2 separate regions of the Mus musculus genome follow, and region 2 is linked to region 1. Evidence: chromatin contacts called from public promoter capture Hi-C data. All regions are on one chromosome and are shown on one strand. The core of a region is the stretch at or near the end of the contact, and the rest is flanking DNA. Distances in the headings are between cores, read along the strand shown.

Region 1 (5,276 bases), core at 1,734-4,233:
CTAGTATAGTTTGGAAAGTCCTTTTGAAGGGGGAAGGTACTGGGCAGTCTTGAATTTATTTTGAATATTACAGGCTGTACTTACTCCAACAAGGCCACACCTCCTAATAGTGCCACTCCTTGGGCCAAGCATATTCAAACCACCACATAAGGCATGCTGAAAGTGGGAGAAATAGTCTTCTCCAGGGAGGAGCAATCCAATACGTCATCCAATACCAAATGGTCAGCCTTGAAAATATGTACATACAAGTAACATTATACAGACTGAACAGGACACACACACACACACACACACACACACACACACACGCATATACAGAAGAATTTGGAGGAAGGAAAGGGAAAGGAGGAATTATGTAACTATAATCTTAAAAATAAAAGAAAAACTGTTCTTAATGAAAATAACTCTTTTTAGAGGAGTCATCGAGGCGGCTCAGTGGGTAAAGGCTCTTTGCCATACAAGCTTGGTGACTTGAGTTTAATCCCCAGAGCCCACTTGCAGTTTGACTAAGCAATAGACTTCATGTGTTCATGAAAATACACCTACTCCCCAGTAGATGGCGCTGTTTTGGGCGGTTCTGGAACCTATGTGGCGCCATGTTGAAGAAAGTATGTCAAAGGAGGGGCAAGGTTTGAAATTTTAAAGCCCTCCTTCGCTTCCTGTCCTGACACCTGTGCAGATGAAAATGTGGTCGCACATGCTCCTGTCACCATGCTTGCCCTGCTGTTTCCATGACTTCTGGGCCTTCATGATTCCTATCCCGCTTAAGTGTTTTCTCCTGTAAGGTTTTTGACCATGATATTTTACTACAGCAACAGAAAAGTAACTCCCATGCTGTGAGAAGGTGGAGGGACAGAACTATCTCCGCAAAGTTGTTCATAGTATTACAAGTTTTTGGCTTATTAGTAGCATTTTTCAGTGTCAGCCACAAAAACCATAGAGCAGGAAGGGCTGCCCAGTGATCAGTTCTGAATCAAGATATTTTAGACATAACAGTTCATATTGACCTTTGATTCGATGGGTCCTCCGTAAAGCTTTGTGGACTTTCTTAAGATTAGCAAACCTCATACAGAACAGGGAATGTGGTCAGCATGTCCTTGATCCGAGTCACTTCTCTGTGTCAGTGACATCTGGCAGGCATGTTACAGCAACAATGTGAAATATCTGGCAGGCATGGAACAAAATGGCTACAGCTATTTTGGGGGGAGTCAGACACACACACCCCTTGTTGGAATGACTTACAGGCTGCAGTCCAGCTAGTCTTGGCTGTGAATGGAAAGTCCAATAATCCAGTAGTGCTCCGTCCACATTCTGAGTCTCACTTGGTCTTCAGTATATGCTGGAATCCCAAAGAAGTAGGCTTCTGTGTTAGTGAAGGAATGGACTTGCTTTCTAGGTGGTGGAAAATAAGCAAAAGGCAAAAGCTTCCTTCTTCTAGGTCCTTACGTAGGCTTCCAGAAGAAGGTGTGGTATGGATTAAAGGTGCATCTTCCTACCTCAAGATTTAGATCATAGGTGCGTGCCTTTCTACCTCGATGGTTTGGACTAGAAATGGATTTACGCAAGCAAAAACAATCCCTCACAGGTGTACCTTCCATTTCTGGATTATAGTTCATTCTAGATGTAGTCAAGTTGACAGACAAGAATAGCCATCACACCCTCACGTCCAGATGTCAGAGATTTACAGCTGTCTTCCCGGGCCTCCAGCTCTTGTGATCTTTTTTGCTCCCTCACTTGAGTGCTTTCTAAGCCTTTGAGAGTGTTATAGATGATGTCCACTTAGGGATGTGGACTCAAGAGTCACTCGTCCCCAGCACTGAGATCTCGTATGAGTCTCAGCATTAACGATCTCCCTCTGCAAAAAAGGAGCTTCTCTTATCAATAATATATGGGTGCAAACATAAACATTTAGCAAGAAGTTCAACAAGTGTTCATTAAGCAGAGCGTGTTGTAGGTCCTCGGTTTGGGTGTGACTTCCTCATCCGTAATCTTCTGAGCAGTTTCACGGTACCAGGCATGTAGTCGCGTGGCTTCAGATCTAATCACAGTGGTGACCACTGATGGCTTTTCTCTCCCAGCAGTCTGCCTGTGGGACTGTTAAAGCCACCTCAGAAGAAGCTCCAGCTCAGGTCTAGGCTGAATCCTCTGTGTCCTGGATACAAAGTGTGTGGCATCTTTAGCAACAGCATCCTCTGGGAGTGCCCTGGCCTACTGCGATGGAGATATCCAACAGTTGGTATTGGGATTTTCATGTAAAAACATATGGTTTCTGGGAGCAGCATGGCCCACACTGTTCTTTGCATTATGGATTCCTGCTCCTTGGGCGGGACTCCTGAGTCCTGAGTGCGGGCTACCTCTATCAATGTCACTCAACTCACTTGGAAGATTCATTGTTTCTGAAAGTTCCTTCTCCCCTCCCCACTGTAGAGATTGGCTTGTTTTCTTTTGTGTGGACCAGGATTTGCCTGCATGTACGTATGGTACCATGTGACAGAGGGCAGAAGAAGGCACTGTGCTCCCCTGGGTCTGGAGTTATGGATGCTTGTGAGTCACCCACCATATCGGTGTGGGAAAAGAATCCGGCCCTCTGCAAGAGTAGCCAGCACTCTTAATCATTGAGTCATCTCTCTAGCCCACTCCACCCCCTCCTTTTTCTTTTGAGACAGGGCTGGCCTCAAACTTTATATAGCCTAGTCTGGCCTCAAACTTGCTATGTAGTTGAAGGTGGCTGAGAACTCTGGATTCTTTTGGCCTCTACCTGCTAAGTGGTAGGACAATAGGCATGTGTTAGCATGCCTCGTTTTATTAATTATTATTTTACTATTATCATTTTTTTAAAGACAGTGTCTCACTGTGGAGACCAGGCTGACCTTGGGCTCATAGATATTCAACTAAACTACCTCTTCCTCTCAAGAAACTAAAGGCATGCACTATCATGCCTGGACTTGAATGCAGGATTTTGCAAGGCTGGGGTGGAGGTGAGTTTCTTAAGAGGAAACTTATGAGTCAGGAGACACCCACATGCTCCACGTGTTCAATTGCTTAAGACCCCAATGGCGGATAGGCTCTTTTGTGTGTGTGTGTGTGTGTGTGTGTGTGTGTGTGTGTGATGGTGCTGGGGATGAACCCAGGGCCTTGTACATACCAGGCACATTACCTACCACCCGGGAATAGATAAGAAGATAGGAATAGCTCTCATTGTATAAACACTTCAGTTTCCCCTGTAAACCACCACAAAATGTTGTAAAACAAATAGTAGGAGCCATCTTAAAAATGAATCCTTTCTTTGTTCCTTTTTTCTGGACTCAGGATTTCATGTAGCTCAGGCTAGCCTCAAACTGTGATGGCTATTCTTGGTTGTCAACTTGATTACATCTGGAATTAACTAAAACCCAAAAATAGAGGGGCATGCCTGTGAGAGACTTTTTCTTAATTTGAAGTGGGAAGTTTCATTTTTAATCTGGATGTATAAGGTAGGAAGACACTCCTTTATTCCAGATCTTTTGAGTTTGGAAAACCCACCTCTAATCTGGGCCACGCCTTCTGCAGGAAGCCTACGTAAGGACATGGAAGGAGGAAGCTTGCTCTCTGTCTGCTTGCTCTAATATCACAAGTCAGCCCATCCCTTCACTGGCATTAGAGAGAGCCTCCTTCTTTGGGATTCCAGTGTATATGTAAGGCCAGCTGAGACATCCAGCCTCACAGGCTGAACAACTACTGGATTCTTTGACCTTCTGTTTATAGGCAGCCATTGTTGGATTAGTTGGCCCATATATGTATATATGTATATGTGTATATGTGTATATGTGTATATGTGTATATGTATATATGTGTATATGTATATATGCATATGCATATGTATATATTATATAACTCTCCCCTTTCTCTGTCTGTCTGTCTCTGCCTCTCTCTCTCTAAGTTCTGTTCCTCTAGAGAACCCTGGCTAATACAGATTTTGGTACCAGAAATAGTTGTAGAGCAACAGAAGTACAGGGATGAGTCTTTAAAGCATCTGGAGTAGGTTTTCTGATTTGACAACACCGACAGTCGTGGAAGCCTCTCCTGTGAGCTTGGAGACTACCGAAAGTACATGGTGTAAACTATTTTACAAACCTAAGGAGACATGAAGTGGCAACTTCTGGTTTCTTTGGAAAGTCAGTTGTGTCGGATGGTGTTTTGCTAAAGCAGACAATGTGAAGGAGTGTTTAGCTGAAGCAGAGACAGGTTGAACTGGCTGGTTTTGTGTGTCAACTTGACATAGGCTGGAGTTACTACAGAAAAAGGAGCTTCAATTGGGGAAATGCCTCCAGGAGATCCAGCTGTAAGGCATTTGCTCAATTAGTGATTGTACTGGCTAGTTTTGTGTCAACTTGACACAGCTGGAGTTATCACAGAGAAAGGAGCTTCAGTTGGGGAAATGCCTCCATGAGATCCAGCTGTGGGGTATTGTCTCAATTAGTGATCAAGGGTTTCAGGCCCCTTGTGGGTGGGACAATCTCTGGGCTGGTAGTCTTGGTTCTATAAGAGAGCAGGCTGAGGAAGCCATGGGAAGCAAGCCAGTAAGGAACATCCCTCCATGGCCTCTGCATCAGCTCCTGCTTCCTGACCTGCTTGAGTTCCAGTCCTGACTTCTTTGGTGATGAACAGCAGTATGGAAGTGTAAGCCGAATAAACCCTTTCCTCCCCAACTGCTTCTTGGTCATGATGTTTGTGCAGGAATAGAAATGCTGACTAAGACAGTGATCAAGTAGGGAGGGCCTCTTGTGGGTGATGCCATCCCTGGGCTAGTAGTCTCGGGTTCTATAAGAACATAAGCTGAGCAAGCCAGGGGAAGCAAGCCAGTAAGAAACATCCCTCCATGGCCTCTGCATCAGCTCCTGTTTCCTGATCTGCTTGAGTTTCAGTCCTGATTTCCTTTAGTAATGAACAGTGGTTTGGAGGTGTAAGCTGAATAAACCCTTTCCTCCCCAACTTGCTCCTTGGTCATGATGTTTTGTCCAGGAATATAAACCCTGACTAAGATACAGGTGAAAGGCTGTTTTGCTAAAGCAAGCACATGAAAGAAAGGACTCATGATGAAGGATTCTTTGCTAGCAGCATGCATGTATTGATTTGGCTTACATTTTGTACTTGAACTGCATTTGTCTGGACTCCATAGAGAGAAATGCATCAAAAAATTCTGGTGATGTGGGGGCAGCTTCTTGCTGCTTCTCTGACTCAGCTGATTGGCAGAGTGATGTCGGCAGATATAGACACATGTGGAGTTTTGGTACTCA
Region 2 (5,276 bases), core at 868-3,367, 100 kb after region 1:
GTCTTCTTCAAGTCCTGGTACAGACATAGCGAGTGTTGTGCCTTGGGCTGGTTGCCCATGTGTCTGCCTCCCTTCCAGGGAAGGACAAAGAACAGTATGCCCAGGGACAAAAAGCAAAGACTCAGAAAACATGAGAATTGTTTCTTGAGGCCAAAGCTTTCTTTTGGAAGGGTGGGATCCCAGAGCTGGCCTGCTGTCCAGTGGACTCTGCACTGGATTCCCCTTTCTTGATGCCTCTCTTTTCTTCCCCCAATTCTCTCCTCCTCTTTCCTATTACTACAGCTCATTGGCCAGTGGGTTTTGGCTCCCAAAGACAAACAAAGACAGAAAGATAGCATACTGGCCCTTTCCAGTCCAATGCTATGTGGAGATGCTGGCCTTTCCCCCTGGCAGTCTGCTCTCTGCTGGTGCCTCACACGGGCATACACTCCGTAACTCAGATATTACCAACCATGCACGGTCCTTGCTTTTCTTTCCTTTTCACTTTATGGTTCTTTTTTTTCTTTTGTCTTCATTCTTTTCTCATATACTACATCCTGACCTCAGTCTCCCCACTTCCCAGTCCCTCCTTACCACTTCCCCTCTCTCCTTTCCCTTCAGAAAAGTGCAGGCTCCCAGGGACATCAACCAAACCTGGTTCTCTGAAAGGTGAATGTGACTATCTTATTCCTCATGACTTCTCTACACTTCCTTCTGCCTGCGGGATAAAAATAAAAGTCTTTCAAAACTCCCAGGTCCCGTGGCCTGCTCACTCTCCAGTTTTCCAACACTCCAGCCTCATCTGTTGGCAGTCTTATCTCCCACGCTGTCCTGTTAACTCTTTATGGTGTGCCAGAGAAACAAGGCCTCCAGCAAGAAGTCACTCCACAAAATGAGGAAAAATAAGGAGAAAACCTCTAATAAAAATAGTTTGTGTCCAGTTTGGCTAGTGCCCAAAGAGAATCCAGTCCAGCATGGAAATTATTTGAGGCGTATGTGGGTCTTGAGCTACAAAACTTCACCTATGATATCACCTGAGTATCTCTCTAAAGTCCCAGCCCCAAGTTGCACTCTGAACATTAAAACATGTTTACAGAAATGTATGCTTAGCCATTTTAGACCAAACGAGATGCCATCAGTGTTACCTCTAAAGCAGGTCAACATAGGAAGATTTGTACTGTAAAGGTACTGTCACAAATGCCAGCTACTTAGCACCCCAGTTCTTTGCTGGCTGCTGCTATCCAAGGATGTTCTGGCGGCCTGGAACAATCAAACTTTTCCTGGGAGAGGAATGAGAACCAGAACTTTCGATCCAATGCTTACCCCACCCCCTCTTTGGAGTGCCTGACAGAGGCAGGTTCTTGATAGGAGAAAGGGCCTAATGGCCAGCTGTGGGCCAGGGTTATCTTCCAGAATAAGGTTTAAGGGATGATAATCCTAATGAACATATCCATTGCTTCTGAAATTCAGTTTTTAGTATTCTCTTGACCTTGGCTGCCTTTAAGACTCAGCTCAAGTGCTACTTCCCCCAGAAAGCAGTCTGAGGTCCTCTCGGTCTGAGTAATACTTCTAGTGGTTGGTCTCTGTACCTCTTTTCTCACAGGGCCCACTTTAGTGTTCACCCATCTGCTTTTACTCTGATCTCTGGGTTATGTTTCTCCTATACCTAGCAAAAGGCTCAGACCACCCCTCTTGATTATGTTGAGCAAATGACTAATCCACTGAATGAATGAATGAGTGAATGAATGAATGAATGAATGAATGCCAGCCTGTGCTCCCTACATGGATCATGTGCTTACTTCTTAGTCTACTTCCAGGCCAGAAGTGGAGGGCTCCGTCATCTGTTCTCTCTCCTCCTGTGGCTGACTCACACTTCAAGGTCAAGGGAAACTTCTGCCAGTACAAAAGTCTGAGAGGGATCAGATAATCCGGGAGTTTACATATATCCATCCGGGCAAGAATTGGGGAACCAGAACAATATGTCACCAAGTCGTTTCAAGTAGAGCAACTCTTCCCTGGAAGTGTGTAGGCTGCCTCGGTCCCCACTCTATCCATTTCATCTCAGTTTGCCCCCACCTCCTCTGAGTCACGCTGACAACTTCCCTCCTGGTCTCTGGCCTCCTGACCACCTTTCTTCTCATTTGCTTCTTCTGTGGTGACTTGGCAGCTGTCTCCAAGTTGCTCAGAGCCTGCTTCTGTTCTCCAGTCATGAGCTGTACCTGGATAGCCTTTCTTCTGCTGTTGGGTGAGCCTGGGCCTCAGAGAAGAGGGGCTGGGGACTTGTTCCTAGTAAGTCAGGCCCGTGAGATGGAGGCTGTGGTTGAGAGATCAGGACCTTGGTAGGGAGAGTGACTTGGCGTTGGGGTGGGGGGACGACGACGACGACGGCTGAGACATAAGGGCTTTGGATCTGGAGTTTGGAGAATGAGAGAATATCAAAGAGGCCATTTGCGGGGAGAACCCAAGAGATCCTGAGAGTGAGGCAGGTTGGCCTTGACAACCCACAGATTTCTGAAGTAGGCAGAGCACATACACTTCATGGTGATCCTAGAATTCCCCTATGGTTTCCGTGTTCCCTGGGTTCTCCTTCATCAAAGCCCCATGGATAGAGATGGGGAAAATGTGTGTCTTCAAACTCTGATGCTCACTCTGTGGAGACAGAACTGAAATTTAACAGTGGAAAGTAATTCATGAACTAGGGGAAGGAGAGACGAGAGATGAGTCTGGAGTCCAGGACCAGGGCCTCTGTGGGTATTGAGTGTGGAAGGGAGACAAGGGAGTCAGGAGCTTGGGAGATGCAGCTGAGGCGGGCAGGAAGGTGGCCAAGAGGGAGGGGACCTGCTCTAAAGCCTCTCACGCTTCCTCAGGGTTTGTTTCTTGTCTTGGCTTCAACTTGGATGCAGAGAAGCTGACACATTTTCACATGGACGGTGCTGAGTTCGGACACAGTGTGCTCCAGTATGATAGTTCCTGGTGAGGACTTGGTGGTAGCTGTACAGAGTCCCATCCCTCCCCAGCCCCACACTCCAGTGGTATCACCTGCATACTTTCTCTTTATGGAATGTGACAATTTTATTTGTGTTATGAATGCTTTCCTGAAAACAGGCCTTTAGGATAACTTCAGATAGCACTTACCAAGTGCCTACTAAATGCTGGGCTCTTCTCCAACCTGCAAACCACAGGGTGTTCCTTCAGACGTCATTGTACACTTACAAGGAATTGTCTGTCCGTCTAACACATGTTTATGAAATACCTAGATGCCAGAAATGGAGGGCTTCGATTAGGAGAGAATAAAGCACAAAACAAAATACTACCTACCTGGAATTTAAATTGAACCTCCATTCTCCAGCGGTTGTCAGCTCTCTGTCGTGGCTCCTAACTGCAGTGCTCTCTGTCTCCCCACAGGGTGGTGGTTGGAGCACCAAAGGAAATAAAAGCCACTAACCAAATAGGTGGCCTCTACAAATGTGGCTATCACACAGGCAACTGTGAGCCCATCTCCCTCCAGGGTGAGTTACGGCCCCGCCTCAGGCCTGATGCTGAGTTCCTAGGCTATGCGGCCTGTGGAGAGCCCAGGAGTCCCACTTGGCAGCTGCAGCTATGACCATAAACTCAACCTCAGACAAGCTCCTGGGCCTGCCCATTGTACCCCCATGATGCTGCAGCCCCATTATAATCTGGATGTCTGCTTTACCCAAGGGTCCTCCCTGTTAGCCAGGTGTGGGATGAGACCCACTCATCTCTTATATAATATCTTCTGTCCTCAAGGGTGACTATGTACATGTCTATCTCCACAGTGCCCCCAGAGGCTGTGAACATATCCCTGGGCCTGTCCCTTGCTGCTGCCACCAACCCTTCCTGGCTGTTGGTGAGAGCTCTTGGTCTTACAAGAAGGTCTTGAGGGCAGGAATAGGGACATGGGGCTGCTGGGCTGGGGGTTTTATGGAGGTTAGAGGTGCAGGGGCTGGAGAGTAGACCAACAGAACAAGCTCCATTTATCATTCCTCTCTGTCCCAAGGCTTGTGGTCCTACTGTGCACCACACATGCAGAGAGAATATATACTTGACAGGGCTCTGCTTTCTACTGAGTTCATCATTCAAGCAGAGCCAGAACTTCCCAACTGCACAGCAGGGTAAGCAAGCCACCAGCTCCTTTGGGGAATCCACACCCGTGCATCTTGGCTTCGGTGGGTCAGATTCTTTTCCAAAAGGGAGGAAGGAAGAGAGAATCTGGAAAATATATTGCCAGACGGTACAGCTGGAGAGATCCTGCCGGCCCTGATACCTGGTCTGTCATTGTCTTGGAATTTTGGGTTTTGCACCTGTCAAATGTGACTAGTAATGGGTGGAACTTTGCAAGCAACACAAGGTGACCCATTTGGTACAGTGCCTGGCCTGACATGATGGTGCTGATGATATAAGCTGCTATTACTCTTAGAACGAAAGTGAAGGGATTATTTCCCAGTAACTGGTTAGTGAACCATCTGGGACTTGCTGATGAAGGTGCTGAGTTGGATGCACATAGTTGTGTGTGTGTGTGTGTGTGTGTGTGTGTATGTGTGTGTGTGTGTGTGTGTGTGTGTGTATGTGTGTGTGTGTGTGTGTGTGTATGTGTGTGTGTGTGTGTGTGTGTGTGTGTGCGCGCGCGCGCATGCGCGTGTTTACTAGGTCAAGACATGGGGCTTGGCTTCTCTGGTACTGATGGAGGATGAGGTGAAGGAGTGTGGACTTTTCCAACCACAGATAAGGCTGGTTTCTGCTTTCATGCTCACTCTGAGGCCCTCAGGGAAATGGAAGGGCATCTCTTACACAAATCCCCTGGATTTAGACTCTACTGACAGAAATGTCAGAACACTTGTCTTTGTTTTTTTGAGAGACACAGAAAGGGAAGTCTGGGAGGAGTGGTAGGCGCGTTCACAGAGGTCACAGACTTGGTTAGTGGGCCTTATCTTCTTGGGTGCTTCCACTATCACTCTGTGGGGAGACAAAGAACGCTGCGTTAAGAACCACAGTCCCGCTGCTAACCTAGAGGGTAGAGCCCATTTTCTTGCACTGGAAAATTTCATCTGAATGACAATTTTAATATTGCCCTGGAGGGGAACCTGCACTGAAACTGAGAACAAGACAGAGCTAGTGTGTGGCTCTTACCAGGGATGATATTGAAAATACCTAACAAAAGTCCAGTGCAGCACTAAACAGTAAGGACAGGGACTGGCCACAGACTATGGTCCTTCCCGAACTGTTGTGGGGAGAGACTGTTGCTGGCCTCTGGGGAGAAACTGAACAGTCTATGTGGA

The links. Promoter capture Hi-C pulls out the DNA fragments that hold promoters and counts their contacts.
Region 2: a contact with region 1 is called in a promoter capture Hi-C map of neutrophils, with 2.3 times the contacts expected there. The contact joins the promoter of Itgax here to the enhancer-like site in region 1. A contact is called at or near these places in 8 of 39 promoter capture datasets (the C10 cell line, embryonic stem cells, epiblast stem cells and 2 more), 3 of 484 Hi-C or Micro-C datasets (the G1E-ER4 cell line, cranial neural crest and nephron progenitors), 3 of 115 datasets of contacts at active chromatin or transcription factors (the NIH/3T3 cell line, effector CD8 T cells and embryonic stem cells) and 3 of 9 other capture datasets (adipose tissue, liver and pancreatic islet).

What each region holds. Positions count from the first base shown.
Region 1 is chr7:128,022,593-128,027,868 of GRCm38.p6, forward strand. No RefSeq gene overlaps it. Among named protein-coding and RNA genes, the nearest start is that of Trim72, 21 kb to the left of the region's middle. Within about 2 kb of position 2,984, at least 58 of the 459 cell types and tissues checked have an H3K27ac peak or open chromatin away from gene starts, as enhancers often do. A contact at or near this core is called in the NIH/3T3 cell line and neutrophils, where this site is marked.
Region 2 is chr7:128,127,433-128,132,708 of GRCm38.p6, forward strand. It overlaps Itgax (integrin alpha X), which reads left to right and starts at 2,118. Exons shown (of 30, transcript NM_021334.3): 1 at 2,118-2,224; 2 at 2,847-2,952; 3 at 3,385-3,488; 4 at 3,777-3,847; 5 at 3,998-4,112. The coding sequence starts at 2,188.